Regions from separate parts of the Mus musculus genome. Here region 2 is linked to region 1. Evidence: chromatin contacts called from public targeted proximity ligation data. All regions are on one chromosome and are shown on one strand. The core of a region is the stretch at or near the end of the contact, and the rest is flanking DNA. Distances in the headings are between cores, read along the strand shown. Region 1 holds the start of Hnrnpul2 (heterogeneous nuclear ribonucleoprotein U-like 2). Region 2 overlaps Gm36913 (a long non-coding RNA gene).

Region 1 (5,701 bases), core at 1,821-4,320:
TGAATTTCAATTCTCATCAGATCTGGAGTTATGTCAAGTACTTAATGACTATTTTCTAGCACTTTTCAGCAGTTACTTGACACAGAAATCTCACATTTTCTTTAAGAGACTACCTTTTCTGCATTAAAATGCACAGTCTTACAGTGGCAGGTGTATTTTTAACAGGAACTTGAAAGTTACCAGAGAAATTCTTAGGTCACAAGCAAACCATAAATAACACTGCATCTTTACTGCATGAAATTTGGGGCAGGAAGGTGGTGTTATATATTAAGTAACATTCTTTTGTTGTTGTTTCTAGACAGGGTCTCACTATGTAGTTCTGCTTGTCCTAAAACTCACTATTTAGATCAGACTGGCCTCAAACACAGAGATCTGCCTGCCTCTGCCTTCAAGTGCTGGGACTGAAGGCCAGTGACACCAAACCTGGCAGTAACATTCTTTACACGGAGTAACACATGGAATTTTTCCTTAGGCTTTCATGTTTTGAAGGCTTAAGTGTTTTCAACAATTCCTTTAAAACACTCCCTTATTCTTTAATGCTTTTGATCTGCTATTTGGGATAACACAAATTAAGGGTTATGTAATAGGACCTCAGTCCCAGGACATCGGACACAACAAAAACCCCGAACACTATACTTTGCATACAATCATTGTAAAATAGATTCCAATTTTATAACACTAAGATCCAGAACAAAAACCAAGAAACAACGAAACAGTACAAAAAACTCTAAGGCAAAAAAACCTACTTGGAAGTAAAACTTAGAAGCAGCTCTCCCTCCTGACAGTCACTATAGGTTAGCTCTAACCATGCAAGCATTTCAAAAGGAGAAAGTCGTTAACTCCTGGGGGAAGTTTCCACAAACCTACCACAAGGTTACTCCACTAGAACCCCTAAATCATTTCAGCTCAGTTAGTTAGGAGCCTTAAGGGCACCAGTGTAGAATAAGTCTATAAATATGCTTATTTACAGCCTGGACAGGAGACTTAAAATATAAACACAACAGGGACAAAGTAAAAAGCCCCAGTCAAGTAACTAACATTCTACTAAAATGTTACTAGACTAAGTTTCTCTTTGCTAGTTAATGATTAAACCCAAAAGGCTCACACACTGTCTCCGACGGCTTAAGCAGGAAGGAGCAAGGTTAAATATCCAGAGTCTCTTTGAAGACTAACTTGGGTTTGACAGAGCAGCATTTCACGGACTGTTTTTTGCTTAACATTTTTAAGGTAAGGAACGAACTGTCAGGCCTTAGCTTCCAACTGGTCTCGGGAGAGCGCCAATTTTTCAGCATATTTGCGGCTAAAGGTATTCTGCTAAAGAGGGGTGGGCACCAGAAGACTGATCCACAGGTAGCTCGAAAGCCACACACACACACACACACACACACACACACACTTCCATCCACTAACACCAAGGAACCACGTTAGGCAGGAACCTCCCTCCTGCAAACAGTGTAAAGACAAGACGCCCAAACCTTCAAAAAGATGGACAGCGGATGAAAGCCACCTTCCCAGGAGAATCTCATCAAAAAGCCACTAGAACAGTGCACTTTCGGGCAAGTGGAAACAAGGAATCAGATAGCGCGGTGCAGGGTGGGGTGCTGGATCGGAGACGCACCCGGCAGGTTGAAGCCCGGCTTGGCTGCCAGTTCCTCACCTTGTTCCTCTACGGCCTTGTCACCCGGTGCCTCGGATCCCGGAGTCTCGTCTCCGCTCCGTTCCTCCGGCCCGTCTTCCTCCCCCTTGCCGTTGTCATGCTCTTCGCCACCATTTACCCCACCTGACCCAGCCGTGGCCTCCGCCGGTGTGTCGGAAGCTTCGGACTCGGCCTCCATGGCTGACGTCTCCGGGGGCTCCGGAGGCGGCTGCGCGGCCTGGCCCAAAGCCTGAGCAGGTGGTGGTTCCTCGTCTTCGTCCTCAAGCAGCGCCTCCTCGTCCTCCTCCTCGTCGTCGTCCTCCTCCTCCTCGTCCCCGCCCGGGCCTCCGCCCGACGCGGCCACAGGCCGAGGCTCCGCCTTGCAGGCCCCACCGGGCCCGGCCCCACCAACGCCGGCCTCGTCCTCCAGCATCTCAGCATCCAGTGCCTCCTGAAGACGCTGCGCCAGATCCATTTTGAGGCCGCGCGAATCCAGGCCCCGCCGCTGAAGCTCCGACCGCAGCTCGGTCACTTTCAGCCGCTTCACCTCCATCGCCGCCGTCGCCTCCTCCGCCTCCCGCCGCCTCCTCCCCTGCGAACTGTCGACCGAGCCCGACCGCGCAGGCGCCGCCGCCGCCCGCCTCCGCCTCCCGCGCCAGCACTGAGCCCGCGCTAGCAAGCGCACGCACACAGAGGCAGAGGCCGCGCTGTCTTCGCGGCGTGTTTATGTCGCCTTCCTCCTGCCCTGCCCCTTTCGGCTCACTGAGCGCAAAACAAGACGGCGAGGAGCAGCTTCCGACACACTCTGTACTCGACCGCGGGGGAGTGCGCGCCGAGGACGACGGAGTTCCCTCACTTCCCCTCCCTCCTCTCAGAGATCCGGGCCAATCAGCGCAAGCGGCCTAACCGCGCAGCCGCACAGGGGCCTGAGTCGGGCAAGGCTGGCTGCGGCTCAAGTGCCTCGTAGCACGGAAGCGTGAGCGCGCTCCTCTTTCCGTACTTCAGTCGTAGGCTCTGCGCAGTCGCGCCGGAGTCCCGCCCATCTCAGGTCTCTTACTTCCTGCCCGCTCCCAATTACCGGAGCACCCTAGGGCTTACTCGATGTCCTCTCTTGCTTATTCTTTGACTGTAACTTCTGAGACTAGTAACCGAAGCCAAGCTGGAAGGATGGGTGGTGCAGGGTTTTCGTAGCCAGGAGGGAAAGGCCTTTCCAGCATCAAGGGAGAGAGAGAGAGGGAGAGAGCAATGCCGGGACCTCTTTCTGTGCTTAAACATCTACCCAGCAACAGAGGCGCCAACCCCACCCCTTCCTTCTCTCGTTGGCCAGCTTGAATCGTAGTCTGTTGCTCTGATTGGTCCTCCGATATCGTGCGGCTTTTTTTCCTATTGGAGAAGTGGCCGGGAATTTTTTTTTTCCGGGTTGGTCCGCTGGGGAGGCGGGGCCGGTTCTGCGGGATTACTTTTCTAGACTCCTTTCTGATTGGGTGGCATGACGCAATGCGCGTGCCCCGTTAGAGGCTAAACTGCTGGCAGGTCTGGTCTCTTCCTCTCTGTGCTCCTGCAACTTAAACCGAATTCCTGGAGGAGTCTTCCGGCTTGGGCCTCCGCTGTGGTGCGGTTGTTGGGCACAATGCTTCCGGCCTCTTGTGCCTCACTTGTGGACTGGAGACTCAGGCCTCACTCACTTCGGTTCCTCAATTAACAGCAGAACCATCAACAAATGTTTGTTGGATAAGGACAAATAAAGAGATTGGAAAGGAGCGAAGCCTTTTTGACTTGTTTCACTTGTTCCCGCCTACTCCATCTTCTTCCAGGTCAGGGGGTGTGCCTCAGAGAAAGAAGGAAACGAATTTTGCGGGCGGTCACACACTTGGAACGTTTAGTCGGGCCTTTGGATTTCCCTAGTGTCTGTAATCACGCCGGGATCTCTTCTAATGGAACTCATTTGGTCAATGGCCTCACTATCCTCACATCATTCCTTTTTTTAGTTTGCGGTACTTCTGGAAACTGAAAACTAGCACAGGAGAATAGATGGGACTAGTAAAAACAGCAAAACCCACATCCCTGCGAGCTTCTTGCTTACGAAATCGATGCTCTAATCATTTATTTTGATCCCATTCTACTGCTTCAGTTTCTCTTTCATTTAACAGTTCCAACAGTCATGGAGAAGCGCCTTCAGGAGGCTCAGGTATACAAGGAGGAAGGAAACCAGCGCTACCGGGAAGGAAAGTACCGAGATGCTGTGAGTAGGTACCATCGAGCTCTTCTTCAGCTGCGGGGTCTGGACCCAAGTCTGCCTTCCCCTCTTTCTAGTCTGGGACCTCAGGGCCCAGCTCTCACACCGGAGCAAGAAAACATACTGCACACCATCCAGACCCACTGCTACAACAACCTAGCTGGTAAGTATGGGACGAGCGTGGGCAGAGAATCAAGACCGCAGGGCCGGGCAGTGGTGGAGCATGACTTTAATCCCACTACTCAGGAGGTAGAGGCAGTTCAAATACAGAGTGAGTTCCAGGACAGTCAGGGCTACACAGAGAAACCCTGTATCAAAAAGCAAAACAAACAAAAAAGATAGAATCATCAAGCCCTGTGAACATTGGAAGATGTTCTTTTTCACTGCCACCTGGCTATTTAGCAGTCGATTGAAACCTGTTTCCAATTTGTAGAGTATTCTAAAAGCAAGCGGGATTTCACAAACCTCACCTGAAACTACTTCCTGGGCTCTAAAGCCCAGATATCTTGATTTGGTGGACCTAGAATGGGTTTATTTCGAAGAATGATGCTAACACCTGTAATTGCAGCACTGGAGAAGTCCAAGTAGAAAAATGGCTTCAAGTTTGAGAGCCAGACTAGCCTGTGATGTGTGCTAATACCCTAATTCAAACAAGTAAGAATTAACTGTATCCCGTCGTGGTGGCGCAAGCCTTTAATCCCAGCACTTGGGAGGCAGAGGCAGGCGGATTTCTGAGTTCGAGGCCAGCCTGGTCTACAAAGTGAGTTCCAGGACAGCCAAGGCTACACAGAGAAACCCTGTCTCAAAAAAACAAACAAAATAAAAAACAAAACAAAACAAAAAAAAATAAATTGAAAAATGGAGATAGTCATAGTCCTGGGGATGTTTCGTTTAAGGGATGGTTACATAGGATTCATAGATGTGACATTTATGACGTAGAATGTCAGGTATTTAGGTCACTACACATTGATCTATGTAACTGTCATAACAGTTCTTTCAGTTTAGTCTAATGAAATCATATCTAGTAATGAGTAGATTTAAAATTATACCCAAACAGCCTTAATTCCCAGAGCTTAAATGCTTCTTGCAAGATTCTGTGCCCTTTAAAAAACAGAAAATGCACTAAGGAATTTGCCAAAGATCACCTTTCTTAGAGAAGCCTTCAGTCACTAAGCAACAGTTTAACTTCACTTTTTCTCTAGCAGTTTGATTTTCTTCAAAGTATATTTAAAATTTCATTTGCTTGTGTATGCTTTCCACTTTGTGGTGCCCTGGCAGAATTTAATCCTTGCTTGAACTCAGTTGCTCCTCAGTAGAGATCAGTGAAGCCTTCCATCCTAGAGTGCTTTCCCTAAGCTGGTAAAATCCTGCCTCAAAGCTGGGGCCCGAAGCTAGAGCGGCACAATAGGATTGAGTGTGTTGTGTCTTAGCCAGTGTCCTCCTAAGCTGTTAAATCAGCTCCCTCCTCTCTTAAGCTCAAAGACCTCTCCCTTCTAACCTCTGTGAGAGGGATTTCCCACCTCAACCAACACCCCCACCCCTGATGGCTAGCATTACTCAAAGATATTTCTCGTGAAATCTGTTTTGGCACATGATGAGATGTCCAATCAAGCCTGGAGGTGGAGCACTTTCTTATTTAGACTAAACAAGTTTAGAGAGATGGCCCAGTAGTTAGGAACTCTGGCTGCTCTAGCAGAGGATCAGAGTTCAATTCCCAGCACCCACATGATGATTTACAACCATCTGTAACTCCAGTCTCAAGGGATATGACACTGCCCTCCCTTCTTACCACCTCAGGCACTAGGCACACACATGGTTCACGTACATAA
Region 2 (5,701 bases), core at 2,225-4,724, 1.1 Mb before region 1:
AAATAAATAAAAAGAGGAAAAAGAATAAGACATTTGGCATCTGATGTTAAACCCTGGCCTCCACATGCACATGCACACACATGTATACAGGCACACACAAGAACAGTGCACACACACTTGCACACAAAAGACTATAATAAGGGTAGGGTAGCTCCCTCCTGTGATTCCAGTACTAGGGAGGCTGAAATAGGAGGGTTATTGTGAATTCAAAGCCTTCCTGGGCAACATAGGGAATTCCAAGTTAGTCTGAGCTAAATTCTGAGTCCTTATCTCAAAGACAAGCAAGCACCCTCCCATACCTCCCCCATGAAACAACTTAAAAATTCCTTTTTCTGGGAAGAGGCTGAACATTTCTTTTTATAAGAGTATGGTAGAGATGCATAGTTGTTTTTTAAGGACTTGTTTATTTCTGTCTGTCTTGTTCTCCAGACTGTCTGGGATTCTTCTCTTCCATCTCCTCCCCTCCCCTCCCCTCCCCTCCCCTCCCCTCCCCTCCCCTCCCCTCCCCTCCCCTCCCCTCCTCTCTCCTTCTGACCAAGGGCTCATTCTCACCCTATTTCAGAATTCTTCCTTCTTCCACCTCCTTCTCTACAGTTAACCACACACTCTCCTCAGCTGCACCCTCTCCAGCCTCTCAGTGCAGAATACGGACAACTGAGGAATGTAGGTGCTGCTACTTGGAGATTCCAGTCGCATAACATTTCCTCATTTGTCAGTCAAATGGAGAGTTCTATTTAACAAAAGAGAATTTCTCAAATGAGTCCCTTCCCCTCTGCCCTTTCTACAGGACAAAAATTTACCATCCCCTTGCCTTTGCCTAACTGGAGCCTTAGCTCCCATATGCATTTTGCAGCCATTTGTAGATTAGCTAAGGCTAATGGTGGCATGGTCTTTTCCTCCTAGATATAGTTTAACCTGCTCCTTCCTTCCTTCCTTCCTTCCTTCCTTCCTTCCTTCCTTCCTTCCTTCCTTCCTTCCTTTTCCTTCTCCCATTGACTTAGGTTTTCATGGTACCCCAGGCTGGCCTCTTAACTTGCTATGCCCTGCAGTGGCCTTGGACTTCTTTCCGATCTTCCCACCTTATCTTCTGAACGCTGAGATTATAAAAATATATTACTACAGTGGGTTTGTGCAGTGTTGGGGACTGAACCCAGGATCCCATGCTTGCTAGGTGGGTACTCTGCAACCTGAGCTACATTCCCAGCTTCAGCGCTGTGTGTTTAATTGAAATAAAAATGATTCCTTGTGTTGCAAGCCAGAAGTTAACAGAGGCAACCTAATCTATACAAAGTGATAGTTATAAAAATGAGAAATAACAAACATGAATTATATAAATAATGACAATGAAAGATATATATGGTGATAGATATCTGTATTCCTAGCATTTGGGAGACTGAGGCCAGAAGATTATGAATTCAAGACTAGCCTAGGATATAAAGTGAATCTCTCTCTCTCTCTCTCTCTCTCTCTCTCACACACACACACACACACACACACACACACACACACACACACACATACTTGCACACATACACATTCAGTTGCAACATGGAATATTTATTATTTGTCAGAAACAGTATGAAAAGCTTTTGTCATTGAATCCGTACAGTGACCCTGTGATATTAATGGCATCTCTTTTAAGGGATGAGAAAACTGATAAAAAGGACTAAGAGTCCTGGAACAGAAATTGATCCCTACTCTAGTGGGCTCCATGGACACAGATCTCTTGGCCATACCAGAGAGTCTTCCATTTAGTGTTGGGACTGAGACAGTATCTATATCCCTGCCAGGGGGTTCCCATTATACCCGGTGTTTTTCTCACTGTAGTACAATTATTCCGTTTTGTATTGTTATAACAAAAACCTGGCTTGTGAACCTTATTAACTTAAAAGGGGCCATTAATTAACTTATATTTCTAGTGGTAAGACCAAGATCATGGCACTTGTATGAGAGATGGAACTACAAAAGTGATACCATGTACAAAAGAACACTCAAAGCAAGAAAAAAATGAAGTCTTGGAAGGGCCAGGCTTCATCCTCTGCAATAAGCTATCCTCTCCAGAATCAATCTAGTTCCATAAGACCTTAACCAACCACTTGCTCATTCTGCACAGCTTGGTCCTGAGAAACCTGACTGGAGAAACTTGGGAATGAAGAAACGACAGCTACAAATACAGAAAAGCTGGGGTCAGGTGGGCAGTGCTGGCTCTGATGGAGAGCACCTACTATGTTGCCTGGAAACTCAGCTTTTATTAGGTACAACCTAAGGAGAAGTGTTTAGTAGGAGGTTTCTGTAGGGGAGCAGTCTCAGACTGCTGTCATCCAGGAGACAGAAGCTGTAGTTGTAGTGTTTGGCATGCACTCGGTGATTGTTCCTTTTACACACAGTGCTCAATCATTGGTACACTCACACTTGCACCAGAGAAAGCTTTGTCATGTCTCTGAGCCTCACCCAGGTCTGAGGAATTGTGGTCCTTGACATGGTCATGCCCATGTCTACAGTGCACGTTTATTCAGTCAGCACTCCCCAGGCACTTTTTGTTTTTTGAGGTAGGGTCTTACGTAGTCCAAACTGGTCCCAAACTTACACTGTAGCTCAGGATGACCTTACATTTCTGATCCTTCCACCCCTACATCCCAACGCACCACCAGGTCTGATTTTATGCAGTGCTAGGGACTGAATTCAGAGCTTTGTGCATTCTGGGAAAGTATTCTTGAAACTGAACTACATCTCCAGCTCTAATACCATTACACTGGAAGCCCAGCGTGTAAAATACAAGCCTTTGGAGGAGTCATTCTAGCTATTTCCAAACTGTAACAGTAGCTAAAGATTTTCCAAGTTTAAGGAAGAAAGGAAGGAAAGGAGGTTGGTGGGGGCAGAAAGGAGATCTGTGAGGGATTCTGCAACCCCCCATCCCTACTCCCCTGTGAATGAGACATTTCAACATCAAGAGGTGATGACATTTCAGAAGTCTTCAGGCACCAGTATCTGGGGAATTTTCCTCCACATCTTGGGCAAGGCTATGAGTTTCAGGATGTTACCACCGCTGCTCTGTCAAGATGCCCAACTAGAACATTTCCCCACAGTGAAGACCCGAATTCCAGGCAAGGCCCTGCCTCCTGCCAGCTATGCAACCTTAGACCAGGTCAAGTCACCTCTCAGGCCTTAACTTCCTCATCTGAGGCCAGGACTCTGCCTACAGCACTGGACCTGCCCAGCCTACTCAACAGGGATGTTGTCAGTTTCAGCCATAAGGTGTCAACAGTTTTGTGTAAGCTCTCTGGCAGAGTGCCCAGCACCACACTCCTGGAGTGACTCGGACCCCAAGAATGTTCTAGTCCATTACCAGGAAGCATGTGGTGTTTTCTAGTCATGAACTAGCTACAGCAATCCTCTACTTCCTCCCATGGCCTGTGACAGCCCATGACTTCCTCTAGTTGAGAAAGCAGTCTGCATGCATATGGGACAGCAAAGGGACTTTGCCCTCAGAGCAGTGGAACCCGTGACCATGTGTCATTCTACTGTCCTCACAGCTCAGGTGGCCCTGAGCCCTGCCTTACAACAGCCTGGGGTCTATGCTGGGACATGATCCTCAACTCCAGAAAGACTGGCCTGTTCTGTGTGTCTCCCGTGTGGGAGCAGAAAGAGCTGGTCTTAATTAGATGAAGATGGGAAATCTACAAGGCAAGCAACAGCAAGAAACTAAGAGAAGCAGAACATGGTCAGACTTGCAAAGTAATGATGCCAGAAGCTTCTAGAGCATTAGTATTCAATACTTAGGCTTCAAGTTTCCCTTCTTCCAGCTCCCTGTTCATAGCCCCACAGGCCAAAATGGCTGCAGGTACAAGCCACCATGTTCAGCTTCTATTTAGACTTAAAAACAAAAACCAAAACAACCACAATAACAACAAAAACACCCCAACTCATCATTAGTAAAGGTACATATTTAGAAATAGACAGCCTTTTTTAAAAAAAGAATTATTTATTTGTTTATGTATATGAGTACACTGTCACACACCAGAAGAGGGCATCAGATTCTATGTGGTTGCTGGGAATTGAACCTAGGACCTTTGGAAGAGCAGGCAGTGCTCTTAACCATTGAACCGTTTCTCCAGTCTGACTTATTCTTAATTATGTGTATATATGTGTCTGGGTTGAATCTATGTGAGTGCAGGTGCCCTCAGAGTTCAGAAGAGGGCATAGGCTATCTTGAATTACACATAGTCATGAGATGCCCAATGTGGGTTCTGGGAACCAAACTCATGTCCTCTGCCAAGAGTAGTAGTACACGTTCTGTCTTTCTTTGTTTACAGATTTATTTTATTTTTATCTTATGTGTATATCTATGTGTCTGTGTGGTCATGGGGAGCAGGGTATGTGCACATGAGTGCAGGCGCCTGAGGAGTCCAGAGGAAGAAGGTGATCTTGGAGCTGAAGTTACAGGTGACTGTGAACTGTCTGCTGTAGGACTCAAACCTGGCTCCTCCGTCAGAGCAGTATGTGCGCCTCCTAACCACTGAGCCATTTCTTCAGGCCTGTAGAATAGTCTTAGCCTTACCCACTGAACATTCTCTCCAACTCCCAAAACTTCACGTTTTTATCACACAAAATGTTACTTCCTATCCCTAATTGAAATTTTCTATTCTTCTTTAGTGCTTGCTTCTTATTGTTTTTTTACTATTTTCTACATTTGGACAACAGAAGGGGAGAGTCTACTAAATGACAGGAAGGAGGAGGAGGAAGAGGAGGAGGAGGAGGCAGAAGGAGGGGAGGAGGAGGAGAAGAGGAAGAGAAGGAGTTCAGAAACACGCCCCCTCCCCCAAAGGCTCAGGTGGAGGTAGGGTGTTTCCTGTTGCCTCTGTGTATCAGGGATCCCATGGGACCTCAGAATGTTTGTAGAGTTTCTTCTCTGGAGAGCCAGCTATATTGCAGCAGAGGCCAGGGTCTGCCAGGAAGGCTGGGTGGGAGAGAGGAGGTGGGGGAAAGCACAGTGAAAAAGAAAGTGCCTGTGGTGTCGCAAGCACCTTTAATCTCAGCACTCAGGAGGCAGAGGCAGGCGGATTTCCAAATTCGAGGCCAGCCTGGTCTACAGAGTGAGTTCCAGGACAGCCAGGGCTACACAGAGAAACGGTCTTGAAAATAAAACAAAATGAAACGAAAAACAAAAGGGGGAAGGGACACAATAAAAAAAGAAAGATAATGACAGTAAAACCCAGAGCTCAGACTTAGGATAACTGTCCACTGTTCCCAATTTTCTGCCGCTTACTAACTCGACACAGAAGGGCTCCTTCTCGGCTTAATTACAAGCTTTATTGTTCAGAGCTACTTTCTGTTGACCAGAGAGCTCTGAAGTTCTTGGGATTTTGTTGTTTTATTTATTTAGTTTTTTTCTGGATTGTCTTGTGTGGAACATTTTTTTTTCTTTCACATGTGTGTGTTCTGTAATGTGTGTAATTGAGCTTAGATAGGTACCATGGGTATCACATGTGTGATATGTGCATGTGTATGTGCGGGTGTACCATGACATATATGTGGAGGTCAGAGCACAACTCCATAATGGGTCTTTTGGTTTCCATCTTCTTCAAGGCAGGGTCTCTGTCTATTTTGGTTTCTGCTATGTATGCTGTGTAGGCCAGGCTTGCTGGCTTATGAGCTTCCAGGGTCTAGCTTGCATCTGACTGTAAAGCACCAGGCTTACATG

The links.
Region 2: a targeted proximity ligation map of pancreatic cancer cells shows a contact between it and region 1. A contact is called at or near these places in 3 of 39 promoter capture datasets (the 3T3-L1 cell line, the HPC-7 cell line, HPC-7-derived erythroid cells and 1 more) and 3 of 130 datasets of targeted methods (bone marrow-derived dendritic cells, large pre-B cells and pancreatic cancer cells).

The regions. Positions count from the first base shown.
Region 1 is chr19:8,816,770-8,822,470 of GRCm38.p6, reverse strand. It overlaps Hnrnpul2 (heterogeneous nuclear ribonucleoprotein U-like 2), which reads right to left and starts at 3,070. Exons shown (of 14, transcript NM_001081196.1): 1 at 1,658-3,070. The coding sequence starts at 2,189. Ttc9c (tetratricopeptide repeat domain 9C) reads left to right here and starts at 3,177. Exons shown (of 4, transcript NM_027412.3): 1 at 3,177-3,450; 2 at 3,787-4,035. The coding sequence starts at 3,798.
Region 2 is chr19:9,929,039-9,934,739 of GRCm38.p6, reverse strand. The region is part of intron 1 of Gm36913 (a long non-coding RNA gene); the gene reads left to right. Among named protein-coding and RNA genes, the nearest start is that of Gm36913, 16 kb to the left of the region's middle.